3 separate regions of the Zea mays genome follow, and all the other regions are linked to region 3. The links are chromatin contacts, called in public Hi-C maps. All regions are on one chromosome and are shown on one strand. Each heading gives the region's core, a stretch centred on a gene start, on an enhancer-like site or on the middle of the called end of the contact. The rest is flanking DNA. Distances are from core to core; before and after follow the strand shown.

Region 1 (2,896 bases), core at 72-2,571, 220 kb before region 3:
TGGTGGCGAGGCCACCCACACCACAGGTTGTCGCGGCAAGGTCGCCCACGCCCGCTGCAGCGGCAGTAGGGCAAAGAAGCGTGCCCCGCGACGAATCTGGGCCCACGAGCAGCGCCGTGGTTGGATCTAGGCAGGCGAGCAGAGGTTGCCGGCAGGGAGGGGTCGTCGCGCCACCAGGTTGGAGGTGAGGGGTGGCCGCACTGTTGGGAGGGGGTGGCGCGCCCATCGACACGAGCGGCTGTAGCTGCGATCGTGACCGAGAGGGGGGGTGGGGTGGGCGCGCGGCTGAGGGCAGCCGCAGCCGCAAGCAGGCGAGCCCGCCCACCGCCACCACTCCACTTGAGAGCGAGCAAGCCTAAGGAGGGCGGTCGTCGGGGCAACGCCGAGCCGCGGGCGCACGCACATCGAGGAGAGCGCGACACGGGCTCACGAGCGCGTGGACGCGGACGCGCGCAGGGTAGGCAGCCGACGGCGCGGGCGTGCACCGCGAGGCACGAGCGCGCGTGTGGACGGCGGGTGGCACCGCAAGGGTCTCCGGCGCGGATTCAGCGGGTGGGAGAGTAGGGGCACAGGGCTTGGCGGCCAGGGAAGGCTTGGCCTACGGAGGGGAAGGGAAGCTGCCCCCTGCCCCCAGGAGGGAGGGTTGAGTCTCCCGGGGGTAGCAGCTAGGAAGACAGTGGCTGGCTATGGGGGTGGGTGGCGCCTGTTGTGGGTTGGGGAAACCCTAATCCTAAATCTAGTATGATACCATGTAGAATGTAGAAGTATAAAGTGTTTGATATATTGATATGAGAGGTTTGCTACGACAAACAATCTATTAGGGTCTCCAAGTTGCAGTTGATCAGTGTGAGGCTTGCTACGACATTCCTCCTTTTTTTTATCAGCTGAAGCAGTACACAGGAACAGTGTTTCTTCTCCTACTCAACCAGCGGCAGCAGCTGCGGCTACAGCCTACGAGCGTTTTTGTTGGGCACCGGTGCCGCTGGTTGCTAAGGTATATAGAGCTAGAATGGCATGACAGGGCTATGTTGCTGCTCCTTTCAGATTCACCATGTATTTTTGGGCTGTCATCTATGCAAATGTGTTAGTTTGAGTGTAGCGAATCTTACAACAAAACTTTCTTGACTCCACCCTTTTACCTCTAAATGTTGCTTGACTTGAAGGTGGACTGTAGCCTGTAGGGTAGTCCTGTACTAGTCACGAGCTCTACCGTTCAGCCCTCATTTTTGCTGCCAGGGTGAACAATAAATTCCAAGACGAAAAAAAACATCATCTAGCAGAGTGTAAAGAGTAAAGACGAATCCAAGGTACCAGCATAGATACTATTGGAATTCCAAATTTTGGAGAACAAAACTCGTCAGAGTGGCCAAACAATACAGCGGATGCTGCTCCAGTACAAAAAAAAAAAACAGGCCCATCAATTCATGAACTCATCACTCACCGAACATCTCTACCATTCTAGCCCACCAACACCGACGGGAGGCCCATTTGTCCCAGCAGCACGCTCGAACCGATCCTGGCCATCCATCCCAGCGACAAGACGCTATCGGCCCGTCCACCGGCTAGGGTTTCCCCAGAGTTAAAAGGCCCGGAGGAGGCGCCCCTATAAACCCTTCCCTTCTGTCGCTGCTCCCACCTCTAGCCCGACAGGTGAAGCCGCCGCCGCTGCAGTGTCCATAGCCACCGCAGGAGACTGAGATGGTAAGATCACGGGCTCTTCCGCTATCATTCTGCTTATTCGTTCGATTGCTGCGCCTGTGATTGTGCAACTAGCGTTTACTTGGGTAGATTTCTTCACTAGTGGAGGGACTGGAGTGGCAAGGGCGTAAGTAGCCGCCGCGTTCAGTTAGCGCGGTGATGGGTCAGCATGCTGGCTGGAGGAAGGCTACACTTGTGGCACCGAGCGATTCGTGCTCGGATCGACGTTTAGGTAGAAGAAGTATATTGGATGGGCCTTTCGGTATTATTTTTTTGGATGTCGACCAAAAAATGTTTGATCGAAGGGAGGGCTCCGGACCCTTCTGCCCAATTGACTAAGTGGCCTACTGTTCGTGGCTATAGTCGTTTAGTTTATCAGTTATTGCATCTGCTATATAGCGTATTTGTGATTGTATGTTCACGCGAGGATCTATTGTTGAAAGTCTGTCATTTGGTCGTTTCTTAATCTTTCCAGGGATTACGATTCTCCATTTCTTGAAAGGTTTCAATTGTTCTGGAAAAAAACTCTGTTATGTTTACTAGATCTGTACACTATAATGGATATAACTGTTTTTATGCCTCTGCAAAATTTTGCGGATTCTTTCTATTGATGTTGATGTGTCATGAGAGCTATCTTAATTTGGTGTCACGGTTCCTTGACAAGTATTGGACTATTGGTAGAATGTTCTCGCCATATGTACTGCATCTATATTATTGACTCAGCTGTGACTCTTGATAAATATGCATTTGCAGCTTTGTTTGAGTATGACACTTACTGAATAGTTTTTGGTTGACAACTTAGTGAAGTCTGTTGTATGCATACTTGACAGAATTCATGCTCAACCTTACCTGTGCGTTTAACTATTTGTGTACCTTTCGGTTATCTCCCCAGGGGGGTTTTGTCAAGACCCACAAGACCAATGCGTACTTCAAGCGTTTCCAGGTGAAGTTCAAGAGAAGGCGCGGTATGTTTTGTCTGCTCTTTTGATGTTTGCATTACTATCATTTTTATTTCCTGTTTGATTGAAAGCCTTTTTCTATTGACCTTGTTTGCAGCTGGCAAGACAGACTACAGGGCCAGGATAAGGCTGATTAACCAAGACAAAAACAAGTACAATACACCCAAATACAGATTTGTTGTGCGATTTGTATCCTTTGATTCCTTCATCATTTGTTTTCTTTGTTCTTTAATCATCTG
Region 2 (3,191 bases), core at 666-3,165, 190 kb after region 3:
GTTGCGCCCCTCGAGATGTCGGTCCTCAACGAAAGCCATGGACTCATGCCCAGCACATGACGACCATCGTAGGAAGGCTCTGACCCTAAACTGCATTAACACCACATAAACCCCTAAGCAATTCACAAGGATTACCCAGGGGCTCGGGGGAAGCATCTAGCAGATGCGCTTGCGCGTGTCTGGGATTTCGGTGCTCAACAAAAGTTTCCGCACAACTCTAAAGAGTTACATAAAGGCTCGAGGGATGTTGTCGGGTACCTGGAAACTAGGTACCCAAAGTAGGTCCATAAACTCTTAATGGCCCACTCGTCGACCGGCCTACTACCAAGCAACACAGTGAAGCGGAGTAGCCGACCAATCCTCCACTGGGCAACCCTGCGAGGCGGAACGAATGACCGGGCTCTTTGTCGAGCAAACCTGTGAGGCGGAGCGGATGATCAAGTCGCTGCCAAGCAACCCCGTGAGGCGGAACAACCGACCAAGTCCTGGCCGACCAACTCGACGAGGAGGAGGCAAAATCCCAGTACGACCGACGAACATCAACATAATAAGATGGTTCTCCACCAAACTACGTCTGGACCACAGGCACGACATACCGTAGGCGCACCAAGAGGTCACTATCGGCATGATTGCAGGCCCCCACATACGGTCCCAGACGTGTCCCCGCTGACTTGTGGGGCCACTCAACCCCGATTGTGGGGACCTCAGTGTCGGAGTCTCTGTAGTTACCCGCATATAGGAATAGATGGGACAATACACCATAACGGGTGTATGCCTACGCATACAGGAATGTGTCACAAGGCTCATGACGATAGACAAAGTTGCACCACGCACGACCCCAAAACACGTAGTAGAACTATCCCTGGTAGGGGTCACTACATCAGCATGAGACTTGCTATAGGGACCCGTATACCATGCATACGAAGTGTTACGCCATAACGGGAGTATGACTGAACACGACCCTACGGACGATGTCAGGAGAACTACGTCACTCAGAGGCAACATACCAGGCACCCTCCAGGAGAATACAAGTCCACACTGTAAGGTCCTACCCTTGAGTTATAAAAAGGCAGGGGCCCCTCCTTCTTCCCACACACCAACAGTTTTAACACGCTCCAAGGCAATACAACGATCAACACTAAACTAGACTAGGGCACAAACTTGGACCAGTATAAACCATTTGTCTCAAATTCCACATTCGAGTCCCAACGATTCATCATTCGGAGTGAGTCCGCGCTAGCATCTCCCACCCAACACAAACCTTGTTGTCCCCCGGTTTTCGAAACGATGACAAGAGGTGCTTCACGAATTGGAATTTTATACCTTCACGTGAAGTTGAGGATAAGGGCATGTACAATCCAATTAAACGAGGGATCTCTTAGGGGTTAAGTGAAAATAAAAAAATTAAGAGACAATCTTTTCATGAAGAGCGAGTCTCTATACGACTCTGTACATATTGTGTATTGGCAGTATTTAGGGGGTGTTTGGTTAGAGGGACTAAAGATTAGACTCTAGTTTTTTAGACCCATTTAGTCTTTTTTTTTTGCCAAACACTAGGTCTAAAATATGTACTAAAATGATTTAGTCTTTAGTCATTCACACATGTGCTAAAAGGGACTAAATCATATTAATTCCACATTTACCCTTCATTTAATTCAATTGTACTAATAGCAGAAAAATGTTAAAGGTCATTTTAGTCTTCTTATGAGTTATTTAGTATATTCTTACTAATTTTAGCCCCTAGAACCAAACATGTTAGGGACTAAATTTTAATCCTCTAACTAAACTTTAGTTTCTAGACTAAAGAAACCAAACATTATTATGTAAAAGATTAGAATTGTATGATACGATGGTTAGACCTTAGTGGAAAACCGTTCCCATAGCTCAGTGTTGTGCACCTTTGCCACTGGTTCATTTTTTTTCTCCGCTCGAAGCCCTCCTATCTCGATCGATTTTCTCTCTGCTCTGACGGCTCTTGGGAAACCCTAGCCGTCGGGCGCCCTGGGCAAGCCCACCGGAGGACGCCGGAGCCGAAGGGGAGTCGCAAACGCAGAGATCCGGCTACAACGTGGCTTTCCCGACCGGTTGTGGCGGCGATTTCGCATCACATAGATCCGCTCGTGGCCTTCCCTTCTGCGCGGTCGGTGGATCCTCTGGAGCTCCGCTGGCGCCCCGAGCAGGGCTCTCTCGGCGTGGAGGGCGGAGGCAAGGGACGGGTGTGGCAGCGGCTTCGGCCAGCCCACGGCTCCCAGCCCCTGGCGGGCAGCACTCAGTCCCTGGCGGCGAGCTCGTATTCCCAGACCTTGCCTCCACTTTCTGGTGGTTCTAGCAGCAATTCGGTTAGTATTTTAGGAGTCTACAACCAGCCCATAGATTTTGTGTGCGCATATACAAACACTTTGCATATTGTTCCTTTGTATACGTGAATTCCTTCGTACATGTACAACCCTGTATGTGTATGCATCAGATATGAATTTTGTCTGAATTTACAGGGACACTGGTGGATATTTTAGAACAAACACTCGCCTTTTGAAATCAAAGATGCTTGTCATATTTATGTATAAATACCGCCAACTATGAATATACTATTAAAATTACCTCTAAAAATGTCGGTGCAATATCATCTATTTTTTTTAAATTAAGACTGATGAGAACATTGTGAAGAAAACAAGCTCATATGGTGAATACTTCGATCAAGGGTACAAATGACTTTTTTAACTAAATCTTCAAGTTTGTGAAGCTTTACCGTGAAGTTGGTCTATGGTGAAGTTGGTGAAGCTGAGCTTCAAATTTGTGAAGCTGATCTATGTTTTGTGAAGCTGATTTATAGCTCAGCTTCACCAACTTCACCATAGATCAAGAGTTAGTCTGCAAGCCAAACACTTTAAAAACCTCAGCAACTTCACCGTGAAGCTGATCTATGGTGAAGTTGGTGAAGCTGAGCTCTCCCAAATAGGCCCTATAACTGCATACATGCCTACTAACTTTTGTTTTCCAATAGTCACATGCCCTTTACTGTGGTGCCCCCTGTATTTCGAGTTCAGCCTGGTTCATTACGTAGCATGTGTGATTCTTTGCTTGTTTTCGCTCCAGATTTCTGGTGAGAAATTTCACTCCGAAGATGGTTCAACTCTTTTTGCAAGTGCCGGCAGAATGCGGCAGTGTTAATACAGTTGTCGTGGAAGGGAGGA
Region 3 (3,061 bases), core at 98-2,597:
ACTCCGGCAGCTTCTTCCCTTCATATAACATCAGAAACAAAATCCATAAACCATCCAAACTACCTTTATATAATATATGTGTTACATGGCGAGCATATAACCATCCAAACTTACCTTTCAAAACGTGATATGCAGCATATGGCTGATTGTTGTGTAGGTAGCAGGTTGCTAGCAATTGCACATTGGTCTGTGCAGAGGAGGTAGAGCAAGAACATTTAGTGCCCACAACTATGTTGCAAATGGACTTAAAATTAAAAAAAATAAACTAAGATTTTTTGTGAGCAAGAATTACTAATTGAAAAGAAAGCATTGTAAAGCAGGCACAGATTCAGGTTAATCAGTGAGGTCATCTGCTAAGAAATTGAATGCATAGTCTCATACACACTAAACATGCATTCAAGTTATGTCGACTTTCATCCCACATGAAGACCTATGATCCACATCAAGAACCTAAATAAAAACTAAAACACAAAACCATGCATTCAAATTCCTGAACTTCATCCCACATGAAGACCCATGAACCACGTCAAGAACCAAAATTAAAATTAAAACCCACACCCTCAAGTAATTATAAGGTTAGAAAAGAAAGTGGGTGAGCATGTCCTGTAAGAACATAGAATTCAAGCAACTGAATACCTAATGGGCTATAAATATTGTCACCCCAAGGTTCTGACAAGGAAAAGAACTCACAGGCATACACGTTACTGTAACCAATGCCCATTATGCATAAACACCAGTAGAGCTTTTACCTGTGAAATTGCCTCAAAAATTTAGGCAGAAAATCACCCTCTCCAGTAAAAGTTCACTATGAACCCTAGATGAATCACGCGGGATACTCCAGTTCCCTACACCAGCTATAGAGAGCTGTTCTAATTCAAGCCTAGATAAGCTACAGACCAAAAGCTCACCACTCTGCTACTCTACTCCTAATGCAACCCTAGACACTTCAAAAAAAACGACAGAAGACTACTGAATCGAACTAAACAACGGAGGTGAGCCCCGCGCTCAAATCACTGCCACACGCCTGATCCGACCCCCAGATGTACCATTCCCACGCGCAATACACCGAATCGAGACGTACTAGCCTCGTTAAGGAACATGGATAAAAGGGGGCTACCTCGGAGGGGAACTGTGCGCAGAGGCGCTCGCAGAGGAATATGGCGTTGCGGTACATGAAGAGGCGGAGGCTACTGTGGACGCGGTCTACCATTAGGGTTTCCATCGCCGCCCAGCGGCGGCGGCGAGCGCGGGTGGGCGATATCAAGGGGATTGGGGAAGTAGTGCGGTGGCCGAAACGCAGGCGGCAGGCGCAGCAGGGGAGTGTGAGTGTCCGGACTCTGGTCGTTTGAATCAGCCGTTTGAATCCAGCAGGCTCTTGATTTTTGGGTGCGATGCGATCTGATAGGGCATTCCAAGTTTCCAACGAGTGCCGTGCCTGTGCGAAACAGCCGAGTTACATGGCCGACAAGTGGGCCATAGGGTTCGCTCCGAATATGTGAACGTTGGACAAGCCCGGCTGGGTTATTTGCTATTACAGTTTGAATGTGGATGTTGGAAAGCATGAAAATTGAATTGGGTTCAATTACAAATCAAACATGATACTGAAATGAGATATAATTTCAAATATATTGTTTGGATGTTATTGAATTAGAGTTTGGATTTGTGTGGTCCAATTCCACTCAATACAGAGGAGTAGTGCTCTGTATTAGGAGACGGAATTTCTAGTTATAGTCCAATTCTATGGAATTAGGTCTCTGATTCCAAATCTCAATTTCATGTACAACAAAATAATAAAATTCTAGAAATCTGATTCCAATTTCTAATCATGTGCTCCAATATCTACATACAAACGGGGTATACTGGTTTAAAGTGGCTTCTTCATCATAATAGTACTATATAATATAGTGTTTGGTTTGAGTAATGAGCTAGTCCATCATCTTCTAGCTCCTCACTTTTTTTGTTTGGTTTATGAAATGGAATGAATTGATCCATCACCAACTCATTCATCATAGTTAGTTAGTTAGTTAATACTAATATGAGAAATAGACTTATCCCAACAAATTTGAAGAATTGACCCATGATGCACCACCTCATTTTAGATAGAAGGATTCCTCAACCCAAAAACCCCCTAACAGATTAGGTTTATCTATAATACTCAACTTATCTAAAATAGTACTCCCTCTGTTTTAAAATATATTTCGTTTGACTTTTTCAACCCAACTTTGATCACTCCTCTTATTCAAAAAAAATCCATGGAAAATGAAAAAAAATCTAAATCATATGTCCCTAGAAATGATTGAGACAAGTGCCAATATCGAATGCCAGGAGAAAGCTACGAAGTGTTCGCCTTGTCCCCTAGAGAGGTCATAGACTACCCTATTTATATGCCTAAGGGGAGCACGTCTTTGTAGATGAGGCTGCTTGCCTGCTGCGGAGGGTGTCTTCACGTCCTGTAGACAGCAAGGCCTTTGTACTTCGTTGTTCACTTGAATTCGCTGGTTTCCCGCTGAGAGCCGAGGCTAAGGCTGAGGGTTTGGCTCTATGCCCGAGCCCTCAGGGGAGGGCTACCCATATCGTAGTGGTTGTAATAGGGCTTAGTTATGGAGAAAAGCCACTTGCGGGATGTGTCAGCGCTTCTGTATCTGATGACATTGGGGTGCCCTTGGCTGCAGATATCGAGATCGGAGCCGAGTTCGGGCAAGGCGGAAGTCTTCCCGAGGTGATGGCTGAATCCTTACTGATGTGTGCCACAGTCGACGGAGTGGTTTCCTGCAGGATTCGTGGTATAGCAGGTAGCCGAGGCCAAGCTCGAGCGAGGCGAAAGCGGTATCTGAGGGTGAGCTTGGCGTTGGGCGAGGCGGAGTTTGGGCCCGAGGGCTAGTCCGCTCTTCTGTTGTATTAAACATCCCGTCAGGGGATGGCATGCGACGTGCGTGCACAGTAGCGCGTGTGTAATCATGTTGTTGGTATTGGACAAGACCATAGTCGTCTTGTATTGTACGCCTGTAACCTTGCGTGGGGTAGGTACGCGCATTGAATGCGGCTGTTAGGGATGGCAATG

Evidence for each region. Hi-C and Micro-C count contacts between places; a contact is called where the count stands out from the background.
Region 1: a Hi-C map of endosperm shows a contact between it and region 3, with 2.9 times the contacts expected there. The contact joins the promoter of LOC103650892 here to the promoter of LOC100192791 in region 3. A contact is called at or near these places in 6 of 25 Hi-C or Micro-C datasets (ear, endosperm, leaf and 1 more).
Region 2: a contact with region 3 is called in a Hi-C map of leaf, with 4 times the contacts expected there. The contact joins the promoter of LOC100278343 here to the promoter of LOC100192791 in region 3. A contact is called at or near these places in 10 of 25 Hi-C or Micro-C datasets (bundle sheath, ear, endosperm and 4 more) and 2 of 3 datasets of contacts at active chromatin or transcription factors (leaf and seedling).

Annotation. Positions count from the first base shown.
Region 1 is chr3:172,841,918-172,844,813 of Zm-B73-REFERENCE-NAM-5.0, reverse strand. LOC103650892 (60S ribosomal protein L5-1) reads left to right here and starts at 1,321. Exons shown (of 9, transcript XM_008676480.3): 1 at 1,321-1,701; 2 at 2,591-2,663; 3 at 2,755-2,846. The coding sequence starts at 1,699.
Region 2 is chr3:172,427,871-172,431,061 of Zm-B73-REFERENCE-NAM-5.0, reverse strand. LOC100278343 reads left to right here and starts at 1,915. Exons shown (of 5, transcript NR_158670.1): 1 at 1,915-2,339; 2 at 3,094-3,191.
Region 3 is chr3:172,619,995-172,623,055 of Zm-B73-REFERENCE-NAM-5.0, reverse strand. It overlaps LOC100192791, which reads right to left and starts at 1,347. Exons shown (of 16, transcript NM_001358555.1): 1 at 1,118-1,347; 2 at 115-187; 3 at 1-18. The coding sequence starts at 1,222.